Regions from separate parts of the Mus musculus genome. Here regions 2, 3 and 4 are each linked to region 1. Evidence: chromatin contacts called from public Hi-C, HiChIP or PLAC-seq and promoter capture Hi-C data. All regions are on one chromosome and are shown on one strand. The core of a region is the stretch at or near the end of the contact, and the rest is flanking DNA. Distances in the headings are between cores, read along the strand shown. Region 1 holds the start of Pdcd6ip (programmed cell death 6 interacting protein). Region 2 holds the start of Glb1 (galactosidase, beta 1). Region 3 holds the start of Dync1li1 (dynein cytoplasmic 1 light intermediate chain 1). Region 4 holds the start of Cnot10 (CCR4-NOT transcription complex, subunit 10).

What was found. Promoter capture Hi-C pulls out the DNA fragments that hold promoters and counts their contacts. Hi-C and Micro-C count contacts between places; a contact is called where the count stands out from the background. HiChIP or PLAC-seq counts read pairs in DNA pulled down with a chosen protein or histone mark.
Region 2: a Hi-C map of B cells shows a contact between it and region 1, with 13 read pairs. The contact joins the promoter of Glb1 here to the promoter of Pdcd6ip in region 1. A contact is called at or near these places in 3 of 39 promoter capture datasets (3T3-L1-derived adipocytes, pre-B cells and stem cell-derived epiblast-like cells), 1 of 484 Hi-C or Micro-C datasets (B cells), 3 of 115 datasets of contacts at active chromatin or transcription factors (bone marrow-derived macrophages, microglia and pancreatic cancer cells) and 2 of 9 other capture datasets (adipose tissue and liver).
Region 3: a contact with region 1 is called in an H3K4me3 HiChIP or PLAC-seq map of bone marrow-derived macrophages, with 2.8 times the contacts expected there. The contact joins the promoter of Dync1li1 here to the promoter of Pdcd6ip in region 1.
Region 4: a contact with region 1 is called in a promoter capture Hi-C map of liver, with 3 times the contacts expected there. The contact joins the promoter of Cnot10 here to the promoter of Pdcd6ip in region 1. A contact is called at or near these places in 5 of 39 promoter capture datasets (the C10 cell line, hematopoietic stem and progenitor cells, liver and 1 more), 1 of 115 datasets of contacts at active chromatin or transcription factors (memory CD8 T cells) and 1 of 9 other capture datasets (adipose tissue).

What each region holds. Positions count from the first base shown.
Region 1 is chr9:113,706,848-113,709,547 of GRCm38.p6, reverse strand. Pdcd6ip (programmed cell death 6 interacting protein) reads left to right here and starts at 1,289. Exons shown (of 18, transcript NM_011052.2): 1 at 1,289-1,649. The coding sequence starts at 1,441.
Region 2 is chr9:114,399,808-114,402,507 of GRCm38.p6, reverse strand. It overlaps Glb1 (galactosidase, beta 1), which reads right to left and starts at 1,430. Exons shown (of 16, transcript NM_009752.2): 1 at 1,239-1,430. The coding sequence starts at 1,316. It overlaps Tmppe (transmembrane protein with metallophosphoesterase domain), which reads right to left and starts at 1,413. Exons shown (of 2, transcript NM_001200002.1): 1 at 1,239-1,413.
Region 3 is chr9:114,687,525-114,690,224 of GRCm38.p6, reverse strand. Dync1li1 (dynein cytoplasmic 1 light intermediate chain 1) reads right to left here and starts at 1,394. Exons shown (of 13, transcript NM_146229.2): 1 at 1,198-1,394; 2 at 943-1,016. The coding sequence starts at 1,343.
Region 4 is chr9:114,638,793-114,641,492 of GRCm38.p6, reverse strand. It overlaps Cnot10 (CCR4-NOT transcription complex, subunit 10), which reads left to right and starts at 1,293. Exons shown (of 20, transcript NM_153585.5): 1 at 1,293-1,574. The coding sequence starts at 1,553.

The DNA.
Region 1 (2,700 bases), core at 40-2,539:
CTGTCAATCATGCCCACCTGAGTTCCACCCCTGAGACCCACGTGGTAGAAGGGACTGATTCCAGAAGTTGACCTCTGACCTCTGAGTACTCCCCAATAAATAAACCATAATAAAAATAAACAGTAAAAATACCAGACTTGTCTTCTGGGAGGCCTTCAAGAAACATTCTATGTATGTGCGCGTGAGGGCTGGCCCCAGAGGAGGCCCCAAGAGGGTGATGGGTCGCCTTGAGTTACAGGTGTTGAGTGTGTTCCTAAAGAGGCTACTGGGAACCCAGGTCGGCCTCTCACTCAGGCAGAGCAGCAAACAGTCTTTAACTGCTAATCTATTTCCCCAGTTACCCAGGGAGGCCTTTGTAAAAAATATAAAAAAAATTGCTTAAGTACGACTGATTGTACTAAATAGATTCTAGACACTGACTACAAGTTTCATAATGATTTGTGGTGTCACTCTTCAACTTCCTTTCATTCTAGTCTCTACTTCCCTTTTAAGTTCTGGATATGGGATACTCGTGCTTTAGGTCTGGGGCCTCTTCCCACTTAAGTCTCTCCACCCGTGCTCTCTTTTAATGTCAAATTGCGAGTATTCTTTTAAATTCATCTTCTGGGAGGATGTTTCTTAAATTATCTTGCTTATGCTATGTTCTTCTAAGAGATCTCTTTTTACGTACCTTACTACCGACTGTGTCCTTACCTGGAAGACTGCACGAAGGCAGGGACTTTTTCTACTTTTGCCCTGGGGGGTGGGGGTGGGGGTAAGGCTGCACACACAATGGACCTTCAACCGCACATCACAATACTCCCCAGGGTCTGGTCTCATAGGAGAAAGCATAACAAAGGAGCATTTCACCACCGGGCAGAATATATTGACCTATAAAATTAATTTTTGTAATAAAAAAGGAAAAATACAATCAATTAAAAATATTTTAAAAAGAAAAATAGAGCAGAATCTAAGGAGAATTTAAAATCTTCTTGAGCCGGGTGGTAGTGGCGTATGCCTTTAATCCCAGCATTGGGGAGGCATAGGCAGGAAGATCTCCGCGAGTTCGAGGCCGGCTTGGACTACAAGTCAGTTCCAAGATAGCCAGGGCTACACAGAGAAACCCAGTCTCGAACAAAACAACCAAACCAAACCAAAATAACCAAAAGAATCTTTTTGAAAATTTAATCATCGCAGTAGGCTACCGCCTGATCCCACCACGCAGGCGCCGCACAGGCGAGCCCAGGTGAGCGACGCTTTGGTGGCACCATCACGTGACCGAGCGGCGCGCCCCTCCGACTGCGCCTGCGCGGGGGCTCCCGGAAGTGGCCAGCTCGAAGCGCTGGCGGCCCAGTCCGTCGGCCCGTCGGTCCGCTCCTCCGCTGCCGGTGCCGAGCGCGCCTAGGCCGTGGTCGCTGTCCCTCCGTCTGTGCGGCCCGACGCGGCGGCCGGGCGCTCACCATGGCGTCGTTCATCTGGGTGCAGCTGAAGAAGACCTCGGAGGTGGACCTGGCCAAGCCGCTGGTGAAGTTCATCCAGCAGACGTACCCGAGCGGCGGCGAGGAGCAGGCCCAGTACTGCCGTGCGGCCGAGGAGCTCAGCAAACTGCGGCGCTCGGCGCTCGGTCGCCCGCTGGACAAGCATGAGGGCGCCCTGGAGACGTTGCTGAGGTGGGCCCGGGCGGCGGGGCTCCCTCCCAGCCTCCCTTCCTGTCCCCGCTCCCCTCCCCAGCCTCGCTTCCTCCTCCCTTCATAGCCTTTTCCTCTCCCCCGCGCCTGGCCTCCACTCTGACTCAGGCCAGCAGCGTAGGTGTGGTCAGCATTCTTTCCTGGTGAGAGGACTCATAACCCTGTCCTCCCTTCCGAGTGCCTTCTGTCACCGAGGCTCCTTACCTGGGAGGACGTCTGCCGTGTAATGATCTCTCTGGTTACAGCCGTTTGACCGGTTTTCACTTTTTGGGTGTTACAACTGGAGTCTCCCTTTTACAATCCCTGTTTGTGACTTTATTGGACCACGTCTAGATTTCCTAATAATAGTTACGAAAGGGAAGGGAGAGAATTTGGACACTAAACCAAATGTCGGTGACTTATTATATTGTTCACTTGAAGTAAGTCATCTCATGTTCCAATAATCAAGTGACAGACTGACAGTTGTAAAAGTTAGGAGCTACAGTCGTTTGAAAGAAAACTTGAATGACATAGTAGACCGCTGAGACTGGTTACTTAAAAATCTTTTGACACGGGCGTATGCACGTATGGAATACCCTGGTCCTTTTTGCAATTGGTGACAACCCAGGTACTTGATAATGATAACATTTCCGTGATACCTTATGATCCAATTTCTGGTAATATGATCTTGTTTCATGCAAGGGACGCTGGTGGATTAGGGTGGGAACAGAGCTGTCCAGAGACACCCCTTAGTTTTGGCATCATCTTGCTCCCGTGATGTTTCCTGCATGTGTTGCCAGATGGCCACTAGCAGCCCTTACCGTAGTTAGAATGGCTCCCAGCACTGAGTAGACTTTATCTGTTGACAGAGTGAGGAGCCAGATTTCAAACAGTTCTCTCACGAGAGTTTTAGAGTGGATTTGCTTTAAAGTGCCCGAGTTTTGTAAAACTGTAAGGAACGTCTGCGAGTGCTGGGGTTAGTCACACAGTGCTTGTCTGCGGGTGGTATATGTGGCCTGTGTATCCAGCGGCTGTCTCAAGTGCTTGATGCACA
Region 2 (2,700 bases), core at 181-2,680, 690 kb before region 1:
TGGAATTTCTTGGCTCTAATCTAACTGCTCAAGAGGGATAGCTACATAATTAAGAATTCCCGCGGAGATCACAAAGCAGCGTCTCAGGGTTCGGCTCTCACAGGGCACCTCAATTTCTTGCCTGGTGACTTACATCAGACTGGTGACACCTCCATAAATCCTTATCTCTTCCTGCCCATCCTGACACTCCAGATATATGGGTTCCTTTCCCCTACCTGTTGGAGCCTCTGCCCACTGGTTCTCAAGACCTCAAGCTCTGACGGAGCAGCCGGCACTAAATTTTCGTTCTCCTTAATCGAAAGCATTTTCAGCAACTGTTTTCCAGAAACTTAAACAAGTTTCAACTCTGGTTTTAGATAAACGTGTGCCATTTCCAAGAGTGTAATTTTTACAAGTCTACAAGGTTCAAAGTCTACTACCAAGTACTTGAACTTACCCGACTCAGTCCATCTGGAGGGCCCCAAGGTGACTCGCTCAAAGTGCAAATGAGTAGGAGCCCCGTTCCACCACGCCCTGTCCCCTTCGCAGGTTCGGTGCAGACCTCCCCAGGTGCGTGTCCCACGCGCCTCAGCCACTGCCCTGCCACCCAGACCTCGCCTGTAGCACTTGGCCTCTTCCCACCCTCCTCCCGCACCGCCAAACCCTAAAAGAAGAAAAAGGCTTCCAACAAACAAGGCGATGCACACCTCAAACTAAAAGCAGCCAGCAGGTGGCTAGCGAGAAACATGAACAGTATGTTTGAAAAGGGAGAAGTCTCTGAAAGCGAATATTCCTGTGACCCCACTGCAGGAGCCACTCCTGACCCCATTTTTTCTCCTTCCGGAGCGTTCCATGAAGCCCGAACTCCGCAAGGATCGCGCCCCACGCCACTGCCCGCGGAGCCCTCTAGCAGCCCCGCGCAGCCTGGACCCCTCTCCCCAGAAACCGAAGCTGGAAAGACTCAGGCGCACCTCAGCTAGCCCCCGACCGCGCTGCACAAACCGGGAAGCAGGTCCGTGCACACGGGACCGCCGCAGCGGAACCCACGCGCGCCAGCAACCAGGAAGGACGCGCGCCCCGCCCGTCCGGCCCGCCTCCTACGGGAGGCCCGACCACTGCCTGCGCCTCGGCGGCCTGCCTGCTCTGAGCGGGTGATCGAGGGTAACCCGGATCCCGACTTTGCAGAGCCGCGGCTTTCCTCGGCCTCTGCCCGCTTCCCAGCGGCGGAGCGTCCCCGCGCGGTGGCACCGGAGACTTACATAGATGCCGTGCGCAGCGCCCAGCAGTTGCAGCAGTGCCAGGAGCGGGAGCGGCGTACACAGGGGGACCCGGAGCATGATCGCGCCACGATGGGGTCTCTCCGTTAGGCAGTGGGCGCTCTGGCCAGCCGCTGCACCTCCGGGGGTTGTTGAGGACCCTATGCCAGGACCCGCCCCCAGCTCCGCCCCGCCCCGAGGCTCTGTGCTGCGAGTGGAGGTCCAGCCTCTGTAGGCCACGTGACTCAGAAGCAGCTGTGGTCTATGCATCTCCCACAACTGTGTTTCCTTCCGGAATGGCGGCACCCCTGAATGAGCAATGATGAAGTTCAGGGGCTGGCCATTCACAGGGGCCTTCAGCCTGTCCCGGCTGCCAGAAAAGAACTGAGCAGGGAAGAGGAAACCAGCCAGTCAGTCCTCAGTGCTCTGGCCTTAGAAGCCTAGCCCCTAAAACTCTCCCTAGCACGTGGTCTAACATTCACAAGGTGTGGTCCACAGGCCAACGAGACTTAAACATGGAAATGCAGACTCTGGGCCCCAGCCCAGAAACCCTGAAGTCCTAGACCCGGACCCAGCTCCGAGGTTCAGTGAAAGCAAAGGTGAAGAAGCACTGTAGTAGGTTACAGAGGAATTCTAAGTGTGACTCAGCTATGGCCAAGTTATTTTGAAGTGCCCTGATTTTTAATGAGAACAGTAGCCCTTCCCTCTGGCAACTTCTGATCTTCCGCCTACTGCCTCCTGAATGCTGGAAGTATAGCCATGGGTCATCACCTCTGCTTTAGTTGACGTTGACTTAAATATACATGAGATTTTCCCAGCTTTAATGAGTTGTAGTCAATAACAATATTCATTTATTTTAGGCATTATCTCATTTATTTATTTATTTATTTATTTCACTTACTTTTTGCAATGCTATCGGTGAGTCTCAGGTCCTCATTAATTCTAGGCAAGTACTCTACTATTGGGCCACACCCCTAAATCCCCTTTTTCTTTCTTTCTTTCTTTCTTCCTTTCTTTCTTTCTTTCTTTCTTTCTTTCTTTCTTTCTTTCTTTCTTTCTTTCTTTCTTTCCTTCTCTCTCTCTCTCTCTCCTTCTTTCTTTCTGTTTGTTTTTCTGAGGCAGCTTCTCACTGTGTATCTTTTTTTTTTCTGGATTTTTGAGACAGGGTTTCTCTGTGTAGCTCTGGCTGTCCTGGAACTCACTTTGTAGACCAGGCTGGCCTCAAACTCAGAAATCCGCCTGCCTCTGCCTCCCAAGTGCTGGGATTAAAGGCGTGCGCCACCACGCCCGGCCTCACTGTGTATCTTTAGCTGGCCTGGAACTCTAGAAGATAGCCTGAAGACTGGGCTGGTAGTTGTTTTTAGTGATAGAGGGTTTGGGGTGGGGATACGGGTGGGGCACGACGATGTGAGAGGGAGGCGGGAGTGAGTACTCTCAGAACCTGCACAGCGCAGCACTCCTACAG
Region 3 (2,700 bases), core at 145-2,644, 980 kb before region 1:
TGTGTGTGTGCATGTAACTGGTGGTGGTGGGGTCATAGAGAATGAGTCATTTCTTCCTACCGACTCATTCATTGTCACCCGTGGAGAATCTCAGGTAACTAAAACTCTTCAAGCACAGTTTCTCAGCCTTTTGGCTAAAATCAAAGAGTCTGAAGTCTCGAAACACCCACTTCCAAGTTGTAAAATATTACTGTCACCCTATTATACACTCCAATATCCTGCATGTAAAAAGAAAAGGTGGGGGTTGGAATTCCTCCCAGAGCTGGAAAGACCTGCAAAACTGTTAAGTGGGATTGTTTATTGTCCCTGGGTCCTTTATCCTCACTTTGCAGCCAGTAGATTTAAAAAAAAAAAAAAAAAAAAACCTAAGAGAAAGGGGAGACATGTCTCCCTTATTCCAGCCATTCCGCTGAGGGCACTAAATGAGAACGCTGTTCTACTGCCCTTTACAAATTTCAGAGTTATTAGGTGACAGTTAAAAAGGCAACTGCAACCCGAGCACCCAGCACTGGGAGAACGGGAGAACGCTGATTCAAATAACACTCCTCACGACCCAGTCTCTGGCTCCTGTCAATTACACAAAAGAGTCTGCTATTAAATATTGATGGCATGCATTTGCGCTGGGGCTCTCACCAAGAGCCCTCATGCTACCAATCTCTGTCAAAAACTGTCCCCGTCTTTCTAGGTAGAATCCCAGACCACTGGGAGTGCCTCGGGTGTTATGTTCATTCTGTCTCTCCCAGAGGAGATGACAGAGCCACCCCACATCCCAGGGAGGAGAAAAGACCGGAGGGTCCAGGCCGGAAGGACCAGGGACCCCTTGTCCCCCCAGCTGTCAGCAGCAAGCCGGGAGGCGGGGCGCAGCCGGGCCCGAGTGTCCGCACAAAGGCAGTGGGCGAACGGATGTGACCGTGCACCCGGGCCACATCGGATATCACTTACCCAGCAGCAGCACGTTCTTCCCGGTCGGGAGCTTGGAGCGCGAGCGCGTGGAGACCTCGCTGAGGATGCAGGACCTAACAGGGAGCAAGGCGCAGGCTAAGTAAGGCCGGGCCCGACCGAGGACGAGAACCGCCGGGCCCAGCTCCCGGGAGGCCCCGCCCGTCTCCCAGCTCCCGCGGGGCTCGGGGATCCCAGAGGCGTCCGCCCTGGCGAGGAGATAACCCGCGGGGGACCGGAGAGGGGTGCGGTCCTTACCAAAGGTTCTGCCCGTCCTCATCGTCGCCCGCCGCGGGGCCGCCGCTGCCCGACGCTAGCTCGTTGGCTAGGGGTCCGCTGGCGTAGGTCGAGGCTAGCCCGGGTGGAGATGAACCGAACGAGCCGACTCGCCCCACGGCCGCCATCTTGGTCGGGAATCACACCACTCCTGACAGGGCTGGAAGAACGAAGCGGCGACTGCGGCGGCGGCGGCAGCAGCGGCGGACGGAACCCGGATATGGACGCTCCGGGCTCGGGAGCCGACCGCGCCTGCGGGGGCGGGGACCAAGCCTGAGGGCGGGGTCTGGGGAGGGGTTGTCCAAGGAGCAGGGCGCTGCTGCACATGCGCGGCAGCAGACCGGGTCGCGCATGCGCGGCCTGATTCTCTGCTTGGACTGTGGTAATGCTGGTTTTCCCTGTGTCTCCAAGCTGAAACGCCGCCCAAAGTGCACCACCCGTCATCCCGGTTGCCCGCCGGGCGTGCCGGGCATGTCAGTAAGCGAAGCAGCTTCCCACCTTTCAGTGGGGCGGTAACCTGGGACCGGCGTGGATATCCAGCGCTGCCCACCCTTCAGTTGGGCCAAGTGGGGTTCAACAGCCTTAACTACCCCGGTCCTGGATTTCTGCTCTTTCCTCCTTAAATTCTAAAAGGACGATGAGTACCTCAAGGTGGACCCACATCTGGAGCCGGTTCTTCCAGACTCTTTGCGACTGCGAGACATAAATGTTGGCAACACTTGGAAAATTAATGGTCTTGATGGATTTGTGTTTTGGTTTGTTTTCTGATGGGAATCTCACGTAGCCCAGGCTAGAGTCTTTACCGATCTGCTTGCCTGTGGGTCCTAAGTGCTGAGGCAGGTGAACCGGTGCACATCACTATGCCCACCTCTGGTCTGATGTCTGATGTTTCAGATTCCTGTGAGATCTGAAAAGACTCCCTACAGGAGTCGGCTCTCCGTTACCATGGTTAATACACAAGCACGGAGAACCTAAGCCAGACCCCAGATAATTCTCTACTAGAACTTGATTAGCTAAATATAATGGAAAATCTAAGGCCTGTTTCCAGAAAGAGTCGATGGCTTTAAGGCTGTCGTGCGCCCCATAAGAACAATTGCTGAAGATAGTCTGACTTTTGAACATTTTTTCCCCTTACTTTGAAGAGAGCTCGTTCACGTGACCCGAGTGATGATGCTACTATGCAAGCGAGAAAATCCACAACCCCGCGCTGCATTTGCTACAGGCACTGCATTTACTAGGGTTTGTCCACTCGCTAATCTCGAGTTCAGACCCTAGTAATGTGGGATAAAGGGAAGATTAAATGGGATGATTCACATAAAAGATTTATAACTGTGCCCAGAAAATCATAAGTGTTCAGCGCGTGGTAATTACTGTTTTTATTTTTAAATCTTCTGTCAAAGATATATTTATTACTTTATGTATACAGGTATTTTGCCTGGATGTATGTCTGTGCACCACATGAATGTCTATGCCCTGGTGCCAGTA
Region 4 (2,700 bases), core at 44-2,543, 930 kb before region 1:
TGATTTATTTATTTACATACTTAACTATGCTCCCATCAAAGCACCATTTGGGTCACTTTACAATTCAGTGCTGTTGTCATTTATATATGAAGTTCCTCTCCCTCAAAAGCCTGCATATAGGAGGCCCGGCCCCCAGTCCTTGAGAGTGATAATAGGATTCCAACAGTTTGGAGCTATCCTTGGATTCATCCACTTGCAGATTCGTAATTTGGTGCATCATTAGGAAGTAATGGAAATTAAGGAGGTGCGGCCCAGTGGGGCTAAGTATCTCAGTTGCATGTGCCCTTGGAGACTATTTCTTCTCCCAGCTTCCTCTGCTTCTAGCACCAGGAAGGCAACAACTTTACTCTGTCACTTGTGCCCTGGCACAATGCACTGCTTCACTAATGGTCCAAAAACAATGGAACCAAGTGACCTGGGACTGAAAACTCTGATACACGAGGCAAAAAATCCATCCTTCCTCATTTAAATTCTCCTCTAGGGTATTTATCACAGAAGCAAAAAGTCTAACACAAATGCTTTTAATGTCTGTTTCTCTCCGTGAAATGAACCTCTGTTATTATAAATGCTGTTTGTTCTCTAGAAGGGAAAGGAAGAATGGAGTAGGTGCTTCTGGAACCCAAGGCTATGGTCATTGAGCAAAACCAGAACCAGTTCAGGGTTAAAGCCTTTGCCACAAAGACTGCCAGATAGGGATACATAGTGAGATTCTGTCTCAAAAAATTAAACAAACAAACAAACAAAAATTTGTCACGATATGGGCTAGAGATGAGATAGTTGGGAGCTGGGTAGTTGAAGAGTGGGTATTGTTTTTGCAGAGGATTTGAACTTGAATCTAAATCATTGTGCTTAGTAATCGTGATGCATCAAGCTTTTGTCTTAGACCGACCTACCATAGTAAGTTAATGGTTGCATGACTCGCAATCAGAGAAACCGCATGCATAATGCAGTCTGAATGGCTTTTTCAACTTGGCTACAAATAACAAAACAGCTCTGAAACTTTGAAAAAAAAAAAAGCCTTTTTTCTGGGGGAGGTGGCCTCCTCTAACAACACTTCTCTCATCCTCATTGTTATGGAAAAACAGCCCCTATGAGACTCAGAGCTTAGCACATAAACCTCAGGTGTGGTGCCTGCCATTTTGCTGAAATGCGGAACAAAAAGTCCTTCCCCTTCTGTGTTTCACTCAGGACCTACACTAGTGTACTTCCGGGTTTGCAGAAGGACGCGCTTCCGGGGCCGAGGCCAGCCCTAATTCCCACGCCCAGCTGGCCCCGCCCCGGAAGTAGCGTCTCCCTTGGCCGCTACGGGACGGAAGCTGTGGATGGCGGGGAAAACAGCCCTGCACCGGCGGATGTGTTGGCGCTGTTGCTAGACGACGAGCAGTAACTTCGTCACTTCCTCAGCCCGTGGCCCGCCCAGGACCTTAGCCGAGGCGACTGGAGCGGGCTTGAGCTGAAGAGTTGTCCCCCGCCGGTAGGACTCACCACCAGCCCGGCGGCGGGAGTCGGGGCCACGCCACCTACAGGGAGGAACTCGAGCCGAGGCGGGAAGATGGCTGCAGACAAGCCTGCAGGTGAGGCGCCCGCGCCGCGACCCAGGGGCTGACACACTGCGCGCGGGGACGGCAGGGCCCGCGTGGGGGACCCGAGGGCCACTTGACTTCGCTTGGGTACTTGTGCCCTTCACTCTTCTCAGCTGTCTCTACTGTGAGTCCAGTGGATTTTCTGCTGTGACACATCTTGATTCTACTGCACCCCATCTTGATTGCACTGCATTTGCCTTGCTCTCCAAGTTAATTCTGGCGCAGGAAGCTTGAATTTGTCACGCCGCTGTCCAGACGCTTTAAGGGAAAGTCTATCCGAGCACGCACGGTTGCCGTAAGGCCCCCCCAGGCTCAGCCACTGAAAAAGTTCCCTCTGGTCAGCGTGTCCAGTGGAGTCATTCTGAAAACTGTCTAAAGAGGCGTGACGTTTCACTGTGTCTCCTGCCTGCTCTCACTTACCTTGTTCCTCATCTGATTTTTCCCGAGCTCCTCGAGATTCCTTTTTAAAAGTCTTAATTATGTGTGTGAGTGCAGGTGCCTGCCGAGACTAGAAGAGGACATTGCGTCTACTGGAGCTGGAGTTACACAGTTGTGGGCCACCACTTGTGGGTGCTGGGAACCCAGTCTTGGTCCTCGGCAAGAGCAGCGAGTGCTGTTAACCGCTGAGCCATCACCTTTCCAGCCCCAAGATTAAGTTCTTTTTTTTTTTAAGTTATTTATTTATTTATTCATTATATGTATGTACACTGTAGCTGTTTTTCAGACACCCCAGAAGAGGGCATCAGATCTCATTAAGGATGGTTGTGAGCCACCATGTGGTTGCTGGGATTTTGAACTCAGGACCTACGGAAGTGTAGTCAGTGCTCTTAACCGCTGAGTTATCTCTCCAGTCCCAAGATAAAGTTCTTAATTTCTGTGGTTTTCTGTGGTACTCCATCAGGAATTTTTCCCATTAGGGAATTATGAGAGCCCATTTATTACCTGGAAAGTCTGCTATATTTCTTTGAAGAAAGTAATGTTTAGAGAGTGGGGCGGAATTGATTGGTTGATTGATTGATTGATTGATTGAGGCAGGGTCTCACTATGTATGTAGCCTTGGCTGTCCTGGAGCTCGCTATATAGACCAGGCTATTCTCAAACTCACTAGACATAAAGC